2 separate regions of the Mus musculus genome follow, and region 1 is linked to region 2. A link is a contact called in public HiChIP or PLAC-seq data. All regions are on one chromosome and are shown on one strand. The core of a region is the stretch at or near the end of the contact, and the rest is flanking DNA. Distances in the headings are between cores, read along the strand shown. Region 1 has its middle 13 kb from the start of Denn2b. Region 2 overlaps Denn2b (DENN domain containing 2B).

Region 1 (5,416 bases), core at 1,515-4,014, 85 kb before region 2:
GTGTGGATGTCCCACAGAGGGCAGAGGACACCACTGGATCCCTGGAGCTGGAGTTAAAGGTGGTTGTGAGCTGCCCAATGTAGCTATGCTTAGCTGCCAAGCCAACTCCAGCTCCCGGAAATGTTTCTGGCAGAAGAAAGCAGGGACGTTCTAGAGAGAGCAGACACTTAGTTAAGTCACTTGCTAAAGGTATAGAAAGAGCTAGAACCATAACAAAGAAGGGGGTGCATTCCGGAGAGTGGCCCAGTGTGAGATAGGCAGGTCTTAGATGTGGGAGACTAAGGATGAAATTGAGGACAAGGAATGTGCTCAGTAAAGTCTCCGACTCGTGAGGGTTGATCCATCCCCATCTGACATGTCTGTGAAGCACCATGAGCCTTGCAAAGTGATTTTCATTCAGCAATTCAGTTTTCTGGAGTCTTTAGAGTTCATCTAGTTTCGTTTCTTTTCACAGTGGGGAGATGGGAGCCAAGAAAACAGAAGGGACTGTTCCCAGCTCACCCTTAGTGGTGGAGTGGCACCTCTGCTCTCAGCTCTCCTTCTTTTAGGGCAGTTTTATAATAGAAGCAGTTGGGAAGAATGATTGAGGGATTAGAACAAGCCCATACACAAGCAAGGTGATACTAGGTAACTCCAAACTCTGGGCAAAAGCATTTGGAAAATATTATTGGGTTTCCTACTAAGAAATGTTTTGTGAGAACTATAGACCTCTTGGGTCTTTCTAATTCTGAGAGTCTTAAGTGCACAGAGATTATATATATGAATAATATTCAATTGAATATCTCTTAAGAGACTGTGGATAGTCTCTTTTTTAAAGGAATTACAAGGGTTATTTGACTCCATGTAATTTCCTGCTTGTGTCCATAAAACCTGACTCTTGAGGGCACTACTCTGCCTTGGTAGGCTTTGGCCAAATGATGAACAGCACCTAGGAAGCTTCTTCCTCTCTCTGTAAGGTATACCTGTACGCCTCATTTCCCATCTTCCTTACTCCTCTATGCCTGTCTGTCTTGTTGAGATAACCTCCTTTGTTGGAGAAACCCCCACTCGCACTTGTGCTGGCCATAGAACCTGACCATAGCAAAGCACCTTTGGAATAGTGCTTTGTTTGTGTGCTTTGATGTGATAACTGGCTTGGTGATGTTAGCCAGCACCGTTGGAGAATGGAAAACAGAATTGAAGGTCATCTTGAAAGCACTTTTGAGGAATATGCCTTTTCATAAAGCTATCGTGGTCTGTGTCCTGACCCTTAGTTTCCCCATAGACACCACTGCATTGTAGCCCCTGAAGACAGACCAGAGAAGTGCTATGTTATCCTGCAGTCTAGGGAATCTTTTCTGCTTTGGGAGCGTGGGGTCCTGGCTCCTGCATGTCTAATGCACAACCATGGTTACTGAGTCACGCTGCTGGAGCTCCGTGGAGACAGCTGTATGGCCAGGTTCTTGTAAGAGAGAGGTTAAAGTCGCCAGACTGAAGAGAGGTTCTGTATGCTCTGTCTAGGCTCTCAGTTCATCTGGTCAGTCATTTGCTTTCAGTTTCTGACCCAGTTCCTAAAGTTTCTCAAAGAGGCTGACTCCACAGAGTTTAGTCAGAATGACCTTACCCTTGGTTACTGTCCTAAGTTCTGTATCATGTTACTTTATTTTTCCTCTTTATCTCCTCTGTATTGCTGTGGTCCATCTCTGTCTTCGAATTTCTTTTCCTAGTCTTGTGTCCTAAAGGTTTAAGTTATGGGGGTGGGGTATATAGGTAGTATAGGAAAGAAGTTAGGTTTGTGGATGGGTCTTATCTGGAAGGTATATCTTATCTCTTCTGTCCTTCAGATAGCAGGTGAAGTCAACTGTAGCAGAACCATCACAAGACTTTCTTGGATAAATTGGAACAGGTAGTCCCATTTATTAAAACAATAACAAAATCCTGAAACCTCTTCAGTCCTCCAGATTCCCCACGGCAAATTTCCATCCTTGCCTCTTCCAGTCTTTCAGTTATTTCTGGGTCTCTGATCCTCAAATTGCTGCAGGATTTGCTTCTCCTGGATATGTTTGGAGAAGCCTAGATTATGGGAGGGAATGTAATTTAATTAAATCCGTGGTCATCTGGTCATTCTTAGGTGTGCACAGAGTAAAGAAAGCCTCACTTGAACCTTGCTGGATTTTCATGAGAACACTTTCTTCCTCAGCCCCTGTGGCCTTTTCCTCAGATGACATGTACTGTGCATGGCTGATGGCGTGCTATAGTCTTTCATCACCTTTAGGACTGAAGTGGTTGACTTCCTTGTCTGGTGATGTTTGAAGTAAGCCAGTGTCTCATGTGTATGCTATGAAGTGACATGGCTTGGGACAGGGAAGTCTGGTGTGGCGTCTGCTGGGCTAGGTATAGCAGCTGTGTCCCCAAAGAAAGAAAAACCCAGACACTGGGGGAATAAAAGCTTCCTGAATCCTTTCTTAACTTTCGGTTAGGCTAAGTGGTACTCACAGACGTTCTTTCACCCCTTTAGGAGTAAAACCTAGGAATTCCCCCAGATTAGCCATTCTGACAGTCGAACAAGTTCCCACCTGTTTTTGTCCTTCAGAATCATGGTCTGGTTTCTCCTTGTCTCTCTGTCTCCACACCCATCCCTTCTTCACTCATCTTCTCACCAAAATTCCTCTCCTGGCATCCTGGGGAGTCTCCCTTTTCTCTTCTGTTGCATAGGTACCTCTGTGTTGAACTCTGAGTGAGCAGACATATTTACAGGCATCTTTTATGCAAAGCCAAACCAGTTCTGTGCTGTGTTCAAAAGTAGGCTGTGTGGAGCTAGAGAGATGACTCAGTGGTTAAGAATGCTTGCCGCTCTTCCAGAGAAACAGTTTACTTCCCAGAACCAATGTCAGGTAGCCTGTAATTGCAGCTCAAGAGGATAAGACACTTGTGATCTCAGCAGACACCAACATACATACTTACACAGTCACACTACAGATACAGATACATACATGTAAATAAAAATAGAATAAATCCAGTATCTACAATGATAAGAGCTAATGTTTTGCTGAGAGACTTCTAGTTTCTAACTTTGAGGCGAGGAGAAGAATGACTTTAAAAATTCCATCTTTGGAGCTGGGTAAGTCCTAGCACACAAACAAAGCAGGTGAATCTCTGTGAGTTCAAGGCCAGCTTTGTCTACATAGAGAGTTAGTTCCAGGTCAACCTGGGCTACACAATGAGCCCCTGTCTCAAATCAAAAATAACAAAAGCCAAAATAAAGTGTATTATCTTTTTCTATAGGACAGTGACATTTAATTAGAACAACATGTATCTACATTCCAGGCCTGCCTTCCATCTTCCCAGGATAAGAACTGGCCTTTGAGGTCCCTTTGCTCCTCTGTCTTCCTGAGTCTTTACAAGCGTGTGAACTTTGCCTCTGGGAGATAAGTTTGTTTGTACATATCCAAACAATGCTCAAAGAGGCTGCAGCTCTGCATTCCTGCCTCGGAACATTTCAGACAGCACATTCAAACCCCATCCTCCTCACAGACAGCGATCAGATGGCAGCTTAGTATAGAAGGTTAGAGACCCCTAAGGAGTCACTCTGACAGATACAAATACCACTGTGTGCTTCAGACCATGCTGAACCATGGTTTGAAAAGACTGGCATGAATTGTTTAGATTCTTGAACAGCCCAATGCCCTTGATAACGCTGGGAGGTCAGAGCCCCAGTTGGGAGGCACAGGCGTAGCAGAATGGACAGTTGACCCAGCAGCAGGGCTCAGCTGTCCCTGCTTTCCGGAAGAGGTCTTTATCTCACCAGGCCTTGAGTTTCTCCTAAAACAGCTGCTCAGGGACGGAAGTGGTTCTCTGCCTTCGTGCTTTTCAGGACCTACAAAACTCTCAGGCCAGACATGTCATCATCGTATCTCTCAGTCTGAGGGGTTCCTCTTTTGTTATATACTTGCATCTAGGTTGCTCAAAATTCCAGTTATCTCTGGAATTTAATCCATGGTGTCTCTTTTAAAAAATGATTTATTGCCGGGCAGTGGTGGTGCACGCCTGTAATCCCAGCACTCGGGAGGCAGAGGCAGGCGGATTTCTGAGTTTGAAGCCAGCCTGGTCTACAGAGTGAGTTCCAGGATAGTCAGAGCTACAGAGAAACCCTGTCTTGAAAAACAAAACAAAAATAACAAGAAAGATTTATTTATTTATTTACTTTATGTATATAAGTACACCATTGCTCTCTTCAGACACACCAAAAGAGGGCATAAAGGATAAGCATAAAACTATACCCCATTGCAGATGGTTGTGAGCCACCATGTGGTTGCTGGGAATTGAACTCAGGACCTCTGGAAGAGCAGTTAGTGCTCTTAACCACTGAGCCATCTCTCCAGCCCTAGAAACACTTTTTAAGAATTACATTTACTGAGGGCTGGAGTGATGGCATAACAGTTAAAAGGCTGTTTGTTTTTGTTTTGTTTTGTTTTGTTTTGTTTTGTTTTAGAGGACCCAGGTTCGATTTACATGGCATCCCACATCTTCTGTAATAACAAACAGTCCCAAGGAATCCAACACCCAATTCTGGCTTCTAAAGGCATCAGACATGCATGTGTTTGCAGATATACATGTGGGCAAAACACTCTTACACATAAAAAAAAAAGATAAATGTGTGTATGTATATGCATGCATGTGTGTGTGCATGTTGTGCGACTGCCTGTCTGTAGAGGTCAGAGAATAATTTGTGTGAGTCAGTGTTTTTCTTGTACTGTGGGTTCCATGTTACTCACTCAGAGTTCTCAGAGTTCTCTTGGCAGCATAGAAACACTTTTTTTTTTTTTTTTTTTTTTTTTTTTTTTTTGGCGAAAGGCTTATAAATGTAGTCTAGGCCAGTCTAGACCTTGAGACCTGGCCTCAGCCTCCCAAGTGCTGGATTGTACATGTACACTGCTAGGCTTGGGCCTAGCTCATGAAACACTTGTGTTTATTTATTTGCTTGTTTTTGTGTGGTGATGAGACCTAAGGCCTTGGGCTTGCTAGCCAAGCACTTACTCCTCCGCCCCAGGAAACTTTCATGTTGTCTGTCCTAGATTGCATTTAATCTCTGTATTTAGCCTTTTAAACTCCAGCGCATCAGCTGACTTCTGTTAAACCTTTTCTCATCTTTTTATTTGTACCGTCTTCATCTTACTGTCAGGTGAGTTAAAAAGTTTTTCTCTCTCTTTTTTTTTTTAGTCAGAGGTTCATATAACACAGCTGGCCTCAAACTCTGTGTATGAGGGTTACTGAGTTTCTTATCTTTCTGCCTGTGCCCACCCGGAGTGCTTGGGTTATAGGTGTGCACCATCATGCTCAGCTGCAAGTTTTAGAAAGTATAAGCATAAAACTATACATTATGTATTTCTTCCTGTTATATATAATATGTAGTTAGTTTATAAAGGATTTAAAAAAA
Region 2 (5,207 bases), core at 1,211-3,710:
TCCAGCTGCCCTTCCCAAGGCTGTCATCAACATGCAGCTATGCTTTGCTTCTGCTGCTTCTCTGGAATTCATCTTACACTTTCTACTTACAGCTTTAGATTCTATGCCAATTGTCAAAGCTCTGATTCTGGGGAAAGAAAGAAGGAAAAAGAGAAGAGGATGAAGGAAAGAAATTAGACTTAGAACTTACAGCATGGCCCTCAGACACTATTAGGAAGCATCGGATACAGGAGCCAGGGAGCAGTTCCATTCATCTCTTTGCTGTGCCCATCTTCCTTCTGTCCCCTCTTCCTTCCTCGTTTCTTCCATCTTTCCTCCCTATCCAATGGGGCATTTGATAATGCAGAAGCATTTTTGGTTATAACCAAGGGAGAGTAATGTCAGGCTAGTATTGAAAGGCCAGAATTGCGGTAAATGTCCTATAAATGGCCAGGTCAGCTCATCAACCCAAAATGTCACTTCTTCAAGAACCTCTGATGGAAAAGGATTGAGATGGGTCTTCTTATAGGTTGGAGATAATGAGGATTCTGGCCAGTCACTTAGACCAAGGCAATCTGAATGAGTGTGAAATAACAAATACTTCTCTAGCCCCAATCTGGAAAGTAATATACAGATCCTGTTGTACAGATCAGAAGAATAATTATGCCCTAGCATTCTTCTATCCTGCATCCCCTTCACCTCTCAACCTTGTAAGATACTTGTCAGGTAGGGACCAAGAAGTAGAAATCCACCCGCTCCCTCCAGAAATATACCTCACATGAAGTGGGCTGGAAAACTGTACAGGGGATGCTGGTTTTGAGCCAACTTTACTTAGTCAGGGCCCTGGGATGGAGAAGAGTCATTTTAATGGCATGGCAGTTCCAGGAAAAGCCGTGCTCCATTGCTGGGGAGCGTGTTGTGTTGGGAATCACTTAATCCAACCCCCGCTCTTTTCTTGACTCATCTTTGACTCATAAGTTTACAGAGATTTGTGTTGCTCCTGCTGCAGTCTGTATCCTCACTCCCCCACCTCCACAAAGGCATTTCCTAAAGTCATTGTGGTTTCTTATTTAATAAATAGATGCTAGAGTTTAGGAGAGCCTCAGCTTCATGAGGAATCGCTAAGCATGCTGGGCTTGCATTTTCTACTGTACCCTGTTAAGTGAGTTGCAATGCCAGCAGCCTCCTTTTTCAGTCTGGTAGGAGTGGAGGTAAGATACATGCAGGCATCTGCAGGGTAGGCATGGGGCTCAGCATTTGCCCAAACTCAGTCCTGTTCACAATGTAGGAGCAAATCCTTCCCTGGGCATGCTATCTGCCACAGAGGTCCCAAACAGTAGCATTGAGTCTAGGGCAAGACAACAGAGGGGAAGTGAGGGTTGTATTGGTAAGGAGTCTCTGGATCTTGTTACCATCATGATTTCAGTGCTGGGATTAAGCTTAGACTGATGACGCAACATGACTCCTTGGTTTTACTGTGTGTTAGAAAAGCCTCATTAGGGCTGGCGAGATGGCTCAGAGGTTAAGAACACTGACTGCTCTTTCAGAGATCCTGAGTTCAATCCCAGCAATCACATGTTGGTGGCTCACAACCATTTATAATGGGATCTGATGCCCTCTTCTGTTGTGTCTGAAGAGAGCAAGTGTACTTACATGGATGGATGGATGGAAGGAAGGAAGGAAGGAAGGAAGGAAGGAAGGAAGGAAGGAAGGAAGGGAAGAAGGAAGGAAGGAGGAAGGAAGCATCCTCATGGGAGAGGGGATGGCATAGGAAGGTGTAACTTAGAAAAGGATGAATCTCAAAAATCTTATAGTCTTGGGCAGGGACTATGTTTGGGGCTTTCCTAAGATTTTCTGGTAGTGTCAATATAGAGCATACTGCCAGAGATTTTAGAAACTGGTCCTGAGATGCAAGAACTCTCTTCCTTTCTTTTGGCCTGGACTCCTTCCAAGCCTTTCACACTCCCATGTCACCGTGGAAAAGTCTCTGCCAAATGGGGAACAATGAGGATCCTCTCTCTGCTGAGCTTACCCGTAGAAGCGGTAGCTGACATGCTCAGAGAAAGGGATGAACAAAGTCTCACTGAGCACTCACTAGGGCTACTCGGCCCTCTGGTTGCCCAAGACAGTATCTCTTCCTGCAAGACTTGGAGACGTAGGAGTAGGTCAGAGGAGGATCTAGCAAAGCTCTGCTCCCTCGACTCCTTTGAGTTCTTTCATACTTACCCCTAAAACTGGACCCAGGAGACCCACAGAGAGCTGAGTAAAGGGGCGGCTATGGGATCTCAGAAAGCCTTTCCAGAAGCCAATCTCGGGGGCTTTACCAGCAGAAGGCTAGAGCTTGTAGTGTCAGCGTTGTCCTCTGCCAGTCTTGTGCAATCCCTAATTTATAAAGCAGTGGCCAGACAGGGCTGAGTTGAGCTGAGCTGAGCTGAACTGGAGGTGGGGAGTGGGGGCCTCAGCTTCTGCACTTGGAGCCAAGATCTGTTTGTAGCCTCCCCACTGCAGACAGGCAGCTGCGTGACTCATGAGCTGAAGGGCCAGGCTGAAGATATTCTCTGTGCTTCACAGGAATTGTGTGTATATCTCTCACTCTCTCATTCTTTCCTTCTTGTCTCTAACTTTGCCTCCTCTGCAGGAGGGCTTCCCAAGGAGAATCCCTACGAGGATGTGGACTTAAAGAACCGGAGAGCTGGACGAAAATCCCAGCAACTGTCTGAGAACTCCTTGGACTCTTTGCACAGGATGTGGAGTCCCCAAGACAGGAAGTACAACCACCCACCCATGCAGGTAATGCAGCTCTGGCCTAGGCAGTCGGGGCCTGTCCCCAAGCTTTTACTGACGCTATTGTCCTGGCTAGCAGTTGGCAGAGGACTTTGCCTCAGGAGAGGGCTGTGCACTCAGGACCTTCTGCCGTGTTGAAACTGCCTTGGGCAATTGAGATGTGCCTCCAGGGCATCCTATCTTGCCCTCCCCCCCCCCCCTTCACTATTTGTGTTCTAGCAAGAAAACCAAACCAGGAGCTCTTACAAACTCCTATTAGCAGTAAATAAGGGCTTTCTTAGAGACTTGACATTCTGCAGCTCTGCCCCAAATTATCTTAGTTGTGGGATTTGAGGGTTAATGGCAGGACTTAGGAGAGCCAGCTAGTGAGGGCCTGTGCCCTCAAGGTGCTTTCAAGCTTTTCTTAGTCTCTGTTCTCACTAGCACTTAGCAGAGGGGTTGCCTCAGGAACTAGTTGTGTACCTAGGGACTTCTACCATGTTGAAAACCCTATAGGCAGGCAGGTAGGATATCCTCAGGGATGCTTGCCTTCCTGGCAATGTGTGGGATCCACTGTCATGTAGGCTCTGTACTGAAAAGCATCAGTGTTTATAGGGTGGGTATATAGATTAGGGCTGAGAGAAGGGCAGCCCAGGACATTGTAGTGAGGGAGCTACTTGAGTATGAGGCCTACGTTGCTGAGCCCTGGTGGCCAGAGTCCATAGCCTTGTTCTTTCCCTGAAAGAAGTGAGCATGACCAGCCTTTCAGAGTCACATAGCAGAGCAGACTGGCAGGAGAGATTAAGGAGTATTTAGAATGGGGAGATAGCACAGTGTGTAAAATGCTTACTGTACAATGTGAACTCCTGAGCACAGATTCCCCAGAACCCAAGTAAAGCCAAATGCATTAGCAATGGTCTGTAATCCCAAGGTTCCTATAGCAAGACAAAGTGGAGAATCTGAAGAAGCTAGTGGGCTACCTAGCCTGATAGATCCATAAGCAAACCACGTAGAACAGACAAATTGGAAGGTGAAGGTCAACACCTAAAGCTGAACTCAGCCCTGGGCCTGTATAACCACACACACACACTCACACACACACACACTCATACTCACACACACACACACACACAGACTCACACACACACACTCACACACACACAGACTCACACACACACACACACACACACTCACACACACACAGACTCACACACACTCACACACACACACACAGACTCACACACACTCACACACACAAACATACACACTCACACACACACACTCACACACTCAAAAAATAAAAATGGGCTGGAGAGCAGTTATGAGCACTTAATATTCTTTCAGAGGACCCACATTTAGTTCTCAGCATCCACAAAGCAGTTCACAACTATCTGTAACTCCAGTTTGGGGGAATTTGATGCCCTCTTCTGACCTCCACAGATAGACACACGTGGTGTATATATGTACATGTAGGCAAAAGACTCAATGTACATAAAATATAACTTTTATTTTAAAGAACAGTAAAGAAGTGTTTGAGGAATGGAGTGAAGGAAGGGAGAGAGGAGAAAGCCAAAAGGCCCAAAGAAACTTTAGACAAGCTCATTCTGGTTTTATCCAGAGTCCCAGGATGTAGGAAAGCCAGGAGAGTAGAGAAGCAAGCTGTTCTGACCGCCCCATGTAACTCTTTAACTGGACAAATGCAAGGACCTGGATGTTATAACGTTGGACAGAAAAACACATAATTTTTCCAGGCTTTGAAGTCATGTGGTGGCTTTGATGATGCATCTGTCCTTCCGATGTGCCCTTTTCAGATGGGCGTCCATTGACTCTGTATTGCTAGACTAATTAGCTTGGAAAAGATATTGACAGTGGAAAGAAAAGGACTTGCAGAAAGTTGAGAAGAGGCAGATTGAGACAAAAACTTGAGGGCTCTCAGGAGATGCCTGCTTTCCCAGCAGTTCCACTATCAATTAGCCAACTAGGTGTTCTATACTGAAGATCATCAGCTGTTCATTAAGGATATACAGGGCCAGAGAACGAGGCTGCCCAAAATGGTATAGTGAGAGGGAGCCACTTGAATGTGAGGTCTGTCTTACTCAACTTTGGTGGCCACAGCCCAAGACCCCTATTCTCTGGAGGAAGTAAGCATGGCCAGGATGTCAGGCTCACACAACAGAGCAGGTTGGCAGGTAGGCTATGGCCTCTTGCACAAAAGGCTTCAGAACTGAGGAGGTAGAACGAGTGGTTCCCTCATCCACAATCACTAATCCTCTGTCAAAGTTCAGACAGTGCCTGGAGATTTCTGCTCTGTCTCCTCTTTCAGCTCAATAGAGGATCTTTTTTCTTTATTCTTTTCTGGCAGAAGAAGTAACACTTTCTTTGAAGAAGCAAGCATTTAATCTAGTGCTTACCTGGCCACTGAACAGCTAAGGTCTTTAAGGAGGAAACTCTAGGTTATTGAATTC

Evidence for each region. HiChIP or PLAC-seq counts read pairs in DNA pulled down with a chosen protein or histone mark.
Region 1: an H3K27ac HiChIP or PLAC-seq map of embryonic fibroblasts shows a contact between it and region 2, with 21 read pairs. The contact joins two enhancer-like sites. A contact is called at or near these places in 1 of 15 datasets of contacts at CTCF or cohesin (the NIH/3T3 cell line), 32 of 484 Hi-C or Micro-C datasets (the 3T3-L1 cell line, the 63-12 cell line, the AML12 cell line and 23 more), 8 of 115 datasets of contacts at active chromatin or transcription factors (the NIH/3T3 cell line, embryonic fibroblasts, embryonic stem cells and 5 more) and 1 of 9 other capture datasets (adipose tissue).

The regions. Positions count from the first base shown.
Region 1 is chr7:109,627,434-109,632,849 of GRCm38.p6, reverse strand. It overlaps a transcript of Denn2b not described here. Among named protein-coding and RNA genes, the nearest start is that of Denn2b, 13 kb to the right of the region's middle. Within about 2 kb of position 2,764, at least 88 of the 459 cell types and tissues checked have an H3K27ac peak or open chromatin away from gene starts, as enhancers often do. A contact at or near this core is called in the C2C12 cell line, the NIH/3T3 cell line, the STO cell line and 5 more, where this site is marked.
Region 2 is chr7:109,542,639-109,547,845 of GRCm38.p6, reverse strand. It overlaps Denn2b (DENN domain containing 2B), which reads left to right. Exons shown (of 20, transcript NM_001001326.1): 5 at 2,618-2,769. Among named protein-coding and RNA genes, the nearest start is that of Snora3, 25 kb to the right of the region's middle. Within about 2 kb of position 2,460, at least 88 of the 459 cell types and tissues checked have an H3K27ac peak or open chromatin away from gene starts, as enhancers often do. A contact at or near this core is called in the C2C12 cell line, the NIH/3T3 cell line, the STO cell line and 5 more, where this site is marked.